Regions from separate parts of the Mus musculus genome. Here region 2 is linked to region 1. Evidence: chromatin contacts called from public HiCAR-type data. All regions are on one chromosome and are shown on one strand. The core of a region is the stretch at or near the end of the contact, and the rest is flanking DNA. Distances in the headings are between cores, read along the strand shown. Region 1 holds the start of Zbtb26 (zinc finger and BTB domain containing 26). Region 2 overlaps Psmb7 (proteasome (prosome, macropain) subunit, beta type 7).

Evidence for each region. HiCAR-type assays count read pairs that join an accessible place to other places.
Region 2: a HiCAR-type map of astrocytes shows a contact between it and region 1, with 2.4 times the contacts expected there. The contact joins the enhancer-like site here to the promoter of Zbtb26 in region 1. A contact is called at or near these places in 1 of 39 promoter capture datasets (second pharyngeal arch cranial neural crest), 1 of 15 datasets of contacts at CTCF or cohesin (large pre-B cells), 3 of 115 datasets of contacts at active chromatin or transcription factors (astrocytes, embryonic stem cells and pro-B cells) and 1 of 9 other capture datasets (liver).

What each region holds. Positions count from the first base shown.
Region 1 is chr2:37,441,212-37,445,997 of GRCm38.p6, forward strand. Zbtb26 (zinc finger and BTB domain containing 26) reads right to left here and starts at 1,961. Exons shown (of 2, transcript NM_199025.3): 1 at 1,476-1,961. It overlaps Rabgap1 (RAB GTPase activating protein 1), which reads left to right and starts at 2,074. Exons shown (of 26, transcript NM_146121.2): 1 at 2,074-2,245.
Region 2 is chr2:38,619,132-38,623,917 of GRCm38.p6, forward strand. The region is part of intron 5 of Psmb7 (proteasome (prosome, macropain) subunit, beta type 7); the gene reads right to left. It also overlaps the pseudogene Gm13586. Among named protein-coding and RNA genes, the nearest start is that of Psmb7, 22 kb to the right of the region's middle. Within about 2 kb of position 2,225, at least 69 of the 459 cell types and tissues checked have an H3K27ac peak or open chromatin away from gene starts, as enhancers often do. A contact at or near this core is called in astrocytes, where this site is marked.

The sequences.
Region 1 (4,786 bases), core at 711-3,210:
AGTTCATCATTAAAGAAGTAATTGTTTTATGAGTGTCTGCCTGCATGTGTGTATGTGCACCACTCGCATGCCTGGCGCATGGAGGCCAGAAGGTAGGAGATCCCCTGGAACTGGAATTATGATAATTCTGAGACACCGTGTGAGCTCTGAGAACGGAACCCACATCTTCTGCAAGAGCTGTATCTACTGACTATCGTTCCAGCCTATTAGTTAATTTTCAAATGAACTTAGAATGGTGCCTGCTATGTGCTCTTTAAACATGTTCAGTAAATAAACAAATCTTTCACGTTTCTCCAATGGAATATCAAACCAGTTGAGGCCTCTGATATTTTATATTTCATTACCTCATCTACTAAAATTGCTTCTTACCCATCCTGTTAACAAAAAAGATCCAAGGGATTCTCTTCAAAATCCTCTTCTGATATTTGGGTCACCCTAGTTGCTTCAACCCTGTGTTCTTTTCTCCCTTTTACTGTTGGCTCCAATTGGAGTTCCTGCTTCATTAGCGTAGCCATTGTCCTCCCAGTAACCTTCTTTCTCAGTGCACCCTCTAGGATGCCAGATCTTCTTATGGTCTACATGCTATGACGCTGAGGCTCATCTCCATATCTGTGTCCCCAGCTCCTACACTGGGCAGCTGTATGTCACTATCCCTTTAGACATAAATTCAAACTCAAAAACTGAATTTGTAATTCTTTGTGGTTTTATTTCTGATTATGGCATTGCTATTCTTCAAATGTCAACTGCTTAAATTCTAAGACTTACTTTTTCTTCTCTTTCAGCGTATAATTATCTATGACACATTAGCACTTGCCTCCTTTCTTGTAACAATACCGTAACTCTACTTTAGATTTTAATGCATCTCACCAGGACGTCATCACCTTTTCAAAATAATCTCAAATATAAGTACCTAGACTTTAGCTAAGAGAACCCAGAGTCAGCTATTTCTATTCTACAGGCTTCCCAGAGAACAAAATTACTTTCTGTAGTACAAATCTGACCATATCAGTTTCCTGCTCAAAGAGCTTCAAAAAGATAATTCATCTCATTTAGTGTTGGTTAAACTTTTCACTATTTGGATTTCACTTTACTTCTCCAACTCAAACTCTTATGTACACAACCTCCCTGTCCCTATTCCTTTTTCTCATAGTCTGTAACGTCTCAGTACCACTACAACTTTTCTTTTTTTGGAAAAAGTAATTTCACGAGTTCTCTTTATCAAGAAGTAGGATTTAGAGGCCACTCTCTTCTACAGGCTTCCCAGCAACTGTCCTTAGAGCAGTTGATTAAAGTAACATATTGCATACCCTCCACCCTCTTACGAACATCAATTTGCTTATAAATGTCGCTTCCAAACTGGAGATGAACACTGGATATTTGATGAACCTCTATTGAATGGCATAACACCAGTAATTCAAAAGGTGCTGTAATCCGCGGTTGAGCAAGGGTAAAACCCATCAAAACCTGGCACTTACAGTAGACTCGCGGTTGGCACTGAAGGCCTTGCCTTGGCTAGCTCCCGCCGTTCAGTTTTCTGCCGGCCTCAACTGCAGCACTTTTTACAAAATGCCAGAGTCTGGCTTCCTGGCCAGCTACAGGGCCCTATATAGAGGGTCTCAGGAAGCGGTCCCTGGGGCATCCTGAGATTCCCCACTGCAGATTCGGGAAGGGGAAGAAAGTGGGATGCAGCATGGGCCAGTCCAATGGCTCAAAAGTCTGGGGGCCTAGACCAGCTCCTTGGCTCCCATCCCAGGGCAGGTTGCGGCCGATCCAGGTCCCCACGGGGGCTCCATTTCCAGAGACCCCGCACCCTAGCCCGGCTCTCGGGTGGCCTCCGAACTTACAGACCCGGGGGGAAGGTCGCCATCTACATCTGGCAAAACCAGGAGCTGCGGCCCCTCGGGGCTCCGGGAAGGGGGAGGGGCAGGCAACCTGAGCCAAAGGGGGACCCAACGGAACCGGAAGGGCAGCCCTGGCCGGACAAAGACAACTTCCAGGTCCCATGGTCATCTCCGCCAATCGGAATGCTCGGAGGACGACGGGCCCCTGAGAGGGACTTTCCGCGTTGTGGGCGGGGCGAGGCCAGGGAATCGGGCTGCGGAGGGTCGGCTTCGTGAGCTCTGCTGCTTGTGGTTCTTCGGTAGAAGGCGGGCCCGAGCTCTCTTCTTCGCGGCTGCAGTCACGAAGTGCTCCCGCTGACCGTTGCCTGCATGGGCCTGAGCAGCCTGTCTGCGAACAAGCCGTGGTAAGTCCCTCCCGCCCAGGGATGTGGACTCGCTGCGTGGGAGCCTGGAATGCAGAAAGCTGTTGTTGGGTCCCGTCCCTTGTGGATACTGGTGTTTCTTAGGAAATCTTCCTTTTATGTTCCCAGGTCAATCTCTTGCCTTCCTTATCTTTGGTTACCCTAGCCGTTCACAAATCTGTGGTTAACCTGAATACCTCTCTTGAGCACTGGAGCCAGCCACTTAGACCGATTTCCTGTTGTCCAGTGTTTAGTGTGCCTTTTTCGTAACAAGTTCATGCCCAGGCCTACCTAGCTATAGTTCTTGTTTGGTGAAACAATCATACAGGGCCTCTTCCCAAAGAGAAAATCTGGAAATCATTCTGAATTCCCTTTACTTTGCCCATCCACTTAGTTATTGCTTTCTCTACATTTGTTTTATTTACCGTTTGGTGGTGTTATTATAGGAAACAGAAATAATTATCAATTTAATCTTTTTCCAAGCTTAAAGCTAAGTGGCTTTGTACAATGTTGTATAACCACTGCTAGCTATTCCCGCATTAACTCCTTGTATTATTTTGTGGATATCCATTTTCCGTAATATCTGTTGAAAAGGTGAACTTTTTGCCCATTGAGTGGACTTTTTGGAAATCAGTTCGCTTTATGAGAGTTTCTTATTGGGCTGTCTAGAGTACGGTGGTCTATGTTTATTCTTGTGCTAGTACCATACTGCTTTAATAATCGTAACTTTGCAGGCAGTTTGGCATTTACTGTGAGTGCTCCATCTTTATTCAAGACTGTTTTGGTTCTTCGAGATGTTTTTCACTTCCATCTGAATTTAGTATCAGGAACTGGACCTAGGACTTTTCATGATACGCAAATACTGTATTACTGAGCTACATCTTCAGCCATACTTTTGTATTGATTTGAGGATTGACTACCATTTCTTGGGAAACGGCTTTTGGAACGTTTTTTTTTTTTTTCCGTTTTTGTAAATCTGTAGGTTGCTTTGAATAGTATTATTATTATTATTATTATTTTATGTCTTCTTGCCCATAAACACAAGGTGCCTCTTCAGGCCTTTTATATAAATTATTTTCAGAAATGTCTTCTTAGTTTTCTGCATTCTTGGTTCATTCACACATTTTTATCAGGGTCTGCCTCAATTTTCATAGTGCTTATTGCTAGTGTCTAAAAAATACATTTAAAAAAAGCACTGCTTTTAGCCGGGCATGGTGGTGCACGCCTTTAATCCCAGCACTCGGGAGACAGAGGCAGGTGGATTTCTGAGTTCGAAGCCAGCCTGGTCTACAGAATGAGTACCAGGACAGCCACTGCTATACCGAGAAACCCTGTCTCGAAAAACAAACAAGCAAACAAACAAACAAAGCACTGCTTTTTAAAAGTGTGTTTGCATAGCTCTTGCAATTCATTTATTCAGGTAGCCCCTCTTGTGGACTCTTTTGATCTTTCTATTACACGTTGGTGTAGTCTATGAACAGAAATCATTTACTTCTTTTCCAGCAGGATGCTTTTTTTTTCCTAATAGGGCAAACAGTTTTAATACAATGTTGAACAGGAGTAGTAACAATAAAGTAGAAGTGGACATCCTTGTTTTATTCCAAATGCAAAGAGGATTTTTTTGGTTGGTTGGTTTTTGTTTTTTGTTTTTTGTTTTTCGAGACAAGGTTTCTCTGTATAGCCCTGGCTGTCCTGGAACTCACTTTGTAGACCAGGGTGGCCTCGAACTCAGAAATCTGCCTGCCTCTGTCTCCTGAGTGCTGGGATTAAAGGCGTGCACCACCACGTCCAGCACAGGAATTTTTTTTTGGCTTTATATTGAGTACATATGTTTCACTATGAATTCTTCATGTTGAAGAATTTTCTGCCAATTCCAAGCTTTATGCAGCATGCTATCTTGAATAGATGCTGCTCTACATCAGTTGAGGTGATCATATGCCCCACTCCTTGTACCAATGTATTCCTTTCATTTATTTTGTTGATCCTACATTAGGCTGAATCCTACTTGGTCATGGCAAAATTCTTTTAATATGCCCTTGGATTTAATATGTTTATATTTTGTTGGTTATTTTTATATCTACTCTTGAGTTATATTTTTATTTAGCTAGAATGCATTTGTCTGGTTTTCCTGTCCCAATGCTGGATCTACAGAATGTGTTAGGAAGCATTGATTCTTCAAATTTTTGCAAACTTTTCAGGAAAAAAAAACAAACCTGTTTGCTCTGTCTTTAAATATTTAATAGAACTCACTGATAAGACTGTATGATATGAGATTTTCCTTGTTGGGAAATTTTGATTGCTAAGACAGTCTTTACTTGGTATAGGGCTATCTTCTCTTCTTGAACCAGTTTAGGTTATTTATTGTTTCTAGAAATCTGTCCTTTTCTTTTTTTGCTCTCTACTTTTTCATATATAATTATTACAATATCTCATTTTTTAAAACTTTTAATGTTGATAGTAATATATCCCTAGTTGCATTTCTTTTTTTTAAGATTTATTTATTTATTATATGTTAAGTACACTGTAGCTGTCTTCAGACACACT
Region 2 (4,786 bases), core at 975-3,474, 1.2 Mb after region 1:
CAAAATAGCTGCCTACTCCTGAATGACTATTTCTACTCTGTTTACTTGTACTTTATTTTTCTCTCCAAAAATCACACACTGCTTGTAATTTTAAGGTATAAACCTGGAGAAAAATCCAACATTATAAAAGAAAAAAACAAAGCTAGCAAATCACCAAGATCTTGCTACCATTACATGCAGATGCAGCAGCAGCAGCAGCAGCAGCAGCAGCACTCCTCATGAAATCGCCACACAGACTGGAAGGTCAATTCATGTGTGAGTCAAGAGGACCAAGAAAAGGTAGCAGTTAGTCACCATAAGTATGCCTGTCTCTCTTTAGCTGGTCCTAAGGAGACCTTCTTTAGGACTGACTGACTCAGAGGGAAAGTCAGCCATCTAATCAAGTCTAGAGCACACCACACTCATCTAGAAGCACACTCTGGCAAACAACAGCAACAATGGACTCATGGTCATGAGGAATTCCAGGTCACACTGACATCCCCTGGCTTTGTGGCTCTTTAGACATGGCACATTGTACTGGTCCCACTTTTTAAACTGGGAGATTGACACTCAGAGATAAGGAACTTGATCCAATCTCATGGCTCATGCTTAAAGCACATCAACAATTTTGAAGCCAAAATTTGTTTTGTTTTGTTTTGTTTTGTTGGGGGGGTGGTGTTGTTTGGTTTGGTTTGGAGTCTTCCTCCATAGCCTAGATTGACATGGAAAAGTGGTCCTCCTGCCTCAATATCATCTGCCGCCTCCCTGTCTCCAACTCCACTTTTCTTTTTTCTTTTGTTTGTATCTGTAGTACTGGGCATGGGACCTAGGGCCTCACACATGCCAGGCGAGCACCATGCCAATGTCCTACACCGTCCTCCTGAGAGTCACAGGGCTTTCTCCCTTCCACCACCTGTCTTACACAGGAAAGCCAAATGCTAAAGTCAAGGTTAGTAAGTGAGTCGAGCATTGAGCTAATGCTCACAGTGAGCCTAATCACCACACATCTGAATACAATCTGTATTGCTTTATAACTTTCATTTTACTTAAAAACTCAAAAAATATATTTGAATTTTAGTTAATGTTTTCAATGATTAAATGTATTGTTATTGTCTAGCACTGACACTTAGGCATATGTTCTTAGAGTATTTATATTACAATAGCCACATTTTTCAAAAATAAAATTAAGTCTTAATTTTCTGAAACCTCAGAAGGTACTTAACAGCATTAGTGCAGATTGAATAGCCTTTATCCAAAATGATTGGGATCAAAAATAATTTGAATTTCGGATTTGGGGAAATGTGCATACATACAATTATAATGAGATATCTTGGGATGGGACCCAAGTCTACACATGAAATCATCTGCTTCATATGCAACCTATACACATAGCCTGAAGGTAATTTTATGCAATACGTAAGGGGATCTCAGTTCCCACTGCAACCTGTCACATGAAGTCCAGTGTGGTGTCTACCTGCAGTCAAGATCCCCAATTTCACACTTCAGAGCTGGGATGCTCAACCTATGGTTCAGCCTAAACCTGTTTTTCTGTAAGAATTCAGAATAAATTCTGAACGTCTTGTGAAAACTCACAGCCATTTACTTGCTCTGTATGCTTTAAAATGCTTGCATTAACACAGAATGTATGCGGTTTTAGTTTTGAGAGGTATATTCTTTTATATATCAATGTTTGCTTAAATACTAAATCAAACGTAACAATTCTATACTCACTGTTACTGGACAACTGGAGAAATCAAAACTGAAAGGCTTCTCCACACTGTGCTGCTACCCAAGCTCTAAGAATCTGGCAGGAGGAAATCTGCTTCTTCTAAGTCCCAGGCTTAAACTCAGACTGATGCTCCCAGAGTCCTCAGCCCTGAAGCCATGTGTAGAGGATAGCCCCCATTTTAAAGACTAGAACTGATACTCCACTTGTTTCAAATGATTTTCCTACAGCACAGCAGCTAGTAATAAGTACACTGAAGATTTAAACCTACAGTTCAGAGGCTAGGAAGCCCAGGCCCAATTCCGAAGCAACTCGGGACATGCCAGTTGCCCAAGCTCTGTAAACACACAGCTACTCAGGTAGGGAACAGTTCTGGGCTCCCTGGCCTCTCTGGGTACATCACTCTGAGCACAAGGTACCATTGCCTCACGTTTGATCAGTGACTCCTACAGGCTGAGGAAGACACTGTGTACAAAGCTGAATGCTGGGGCATAGTCAGAGCTCAATGAAAACTAGTTATTGTAATGACTCAGGGACAAGCTGCCTGTCCTCCAGCAGTGACCTGATATACTCATTCTCCACGGGTCCCTGAGTGGTAGCTTTAATGGGAACCAAGGTGTTCAAAATTTCTTTTCTCAATGCCGAGAAGTTCTAAGAGACAGCAAGAAATGGATCCCCACTGCTTTTCCCCAAATCAATTTTACCAGATCTTCACAGGAAAAAGGGCTGCCTCTGCTAAGGAGCAGTCTGTTTTAAGCACCCAAGGACCTGTCTGCCACTGTGGTCTGCCAAGGTGGAAGATGTATGCAGCGATAAAGGAGTCACGCAGAACTTTCTAATCCATCAGTGTCAGCTCTTCCTGACAGAGCGCTTACTCACACTTGCTCATTGTTAGTCAACTGGCCACTCTTCCTGCAGAAAACCTGGTGCTTTCCACGGACCTATGGATGGAGGTCATTTTTCACTCCATTCCTGCCTCCAAGGCCTCGTCTCCTGGTACTGGTGCTTGCACCGAGGCCAACAATGCCAGTGTGTGAAAAGCTGATTTATGAATACAAAGCAATGCTGGTGCCAGGGGACTGCACTCAGCCACTAGAGAGCAGTGGAGCACCTCTCCAGGCTCAGAGAGACTAAGCCACAGACTTGAAAAGGTTTAATTGTATGCATGCATTTCATTATAAGCCTTGGCCAAAAGCTTTAGAGGCAGGCGGCAGGGCAAGCAATCAGACAATCTTGCATGGCTTGCTGAAATCCAGATTTGTCCTTTGTCAGCATAAACAGTTTAATTTGATGTTTTCACTCCTGAGTAAGCACTGAGTATTACATCTAAACCCTCGTGAGGGGAAGAACGCCTCCTTTTCATCAACAAATGTACTTCAATGTCAGGGTCGACTTTTAATTCCCAATAAATTATTGGAAATATATTCCCAGTTAATATGCTGGGAAAATATATATTCTCAATCATCCAACATTCTTCACTAAAAAACTAGTATCTCAAGCAATGCAGCTCCTTCTCTACACATAAATGTAAGAAAATATTTAAAATACCCTTTGAAGGGAACGGGGGGGGGGGGGGGGGATTTTCCTCACAATTGTAACTGTAAGGTCTCATGGACCTGACAGGTTATAAACACTCCCAGGAAAAGCTTAAAATCTGGGGGTATCTAGGCTTAAAATGCTAAAGGTTTTCTTATTAATGTATTGTGGTGACACACCACTAGTTATGGCAAGAAACATTCTCTTAAAACAGAGGGCCACCTAACCCCATGCCTATGGACTAAGATGGAGGGTGACAATTGCTACAGATGTGTCTGTCCTACTTCCTGTCCTGCTTGCAAGGGTTAGTCTGCTTTGCAAGTCTTTCCCAAGCTGCCATGAACCCTCAAGAACAAAGCTTCAGAACCCTCAAGAACAAAGAGGGTGTTTCTCTTTTGGTCCCAGGCACTGCTGGTTACCGTGCAAACACGGCCAAGTCCAAGAACTACACCACACACAACCAGTCCCGCAAATGGCACAGAAATGGCATCAAGAAACTCCAGTCGCAAAGATACGAATCTCTTAGGGGGTTGACCCCAAGTTCCTGAGGAACATGTGCCTCGCCAAGAAGCACAACAAGAAAGGCCTGAAGAAGATGCAGGCCAACAATGCAAAGGCAGTGAGTGCGCGCGCAGAGGCCATCAAGGCCCTGGTGAAGCCTCAGGCCATCAAGCCCAAGATGCCAAAAGGCCCCAAACTCAAGCGGCTGGCTTTCATCGCTCATCCTAAGCTTGGGAAGCGGATTCGAAGCTACATGGCCAAGGGTCAGAGGCTCTGCCAACCGAAGCCCAAGGTCCAAACCAAGGCAGGGGCCAAAGCTCCAGCTAAGGCCCAGGCTTCAGCTCCAGCCCAGGCTCCCAAAGGTGCCCAGACCCCTGTGAAGGCCCCGTAGAAAAGGCTCCTGCCAGTGTGAAGACAGACGGACTGCTGTGACACACCTCCCCACACACTATTTGCAGATGACCAGTGTCTACAAATACTACAAATAAACTCAGGCAAGATCAAAAAAAAAAAAAAAAAAAAAAAAGAACAAAGAGGGCAAAGGTTTTTCCAAATTGTAAGCATACTTGATGTCAATAATAAAACATTGTGCAAAATAGAAATCCTACTTACTGAAAAAAACCGGACAGCTGCAAACCTTTCTCTTCAGACATGGAAGCAGTGTACATTCAGAGAGGTAAAGGAACCTACTCAAAGCTGCACAGCTAGTGCCGGCAGAATGGGACACTGACCCTATCTCTGGAGCTAGCACCACCCTCAGCCTATGAACTACCCAGAAACCCAGAAAGCGACTTTCCACTTAATCTGACCTAAAATCAGAGAGTGAAAGAGCAGCAAGCACTAGGTTGTTAAGTACAAAGACACTTTGCTTTTAGCAGGTCCAATTTTGAGACAAGAGCAGAGAAAGAGGAATTAGTTAACCTCAGTCTCTCTGAAGTGGGATTTAAAGCAAAGAACGTAAAACTGAACACTTTGTTTAACCGATCTAAAAGTACTCCTGGCCAGGGCTTTTATTTGGTTGTGGATAGACTGAGTACTGAACTC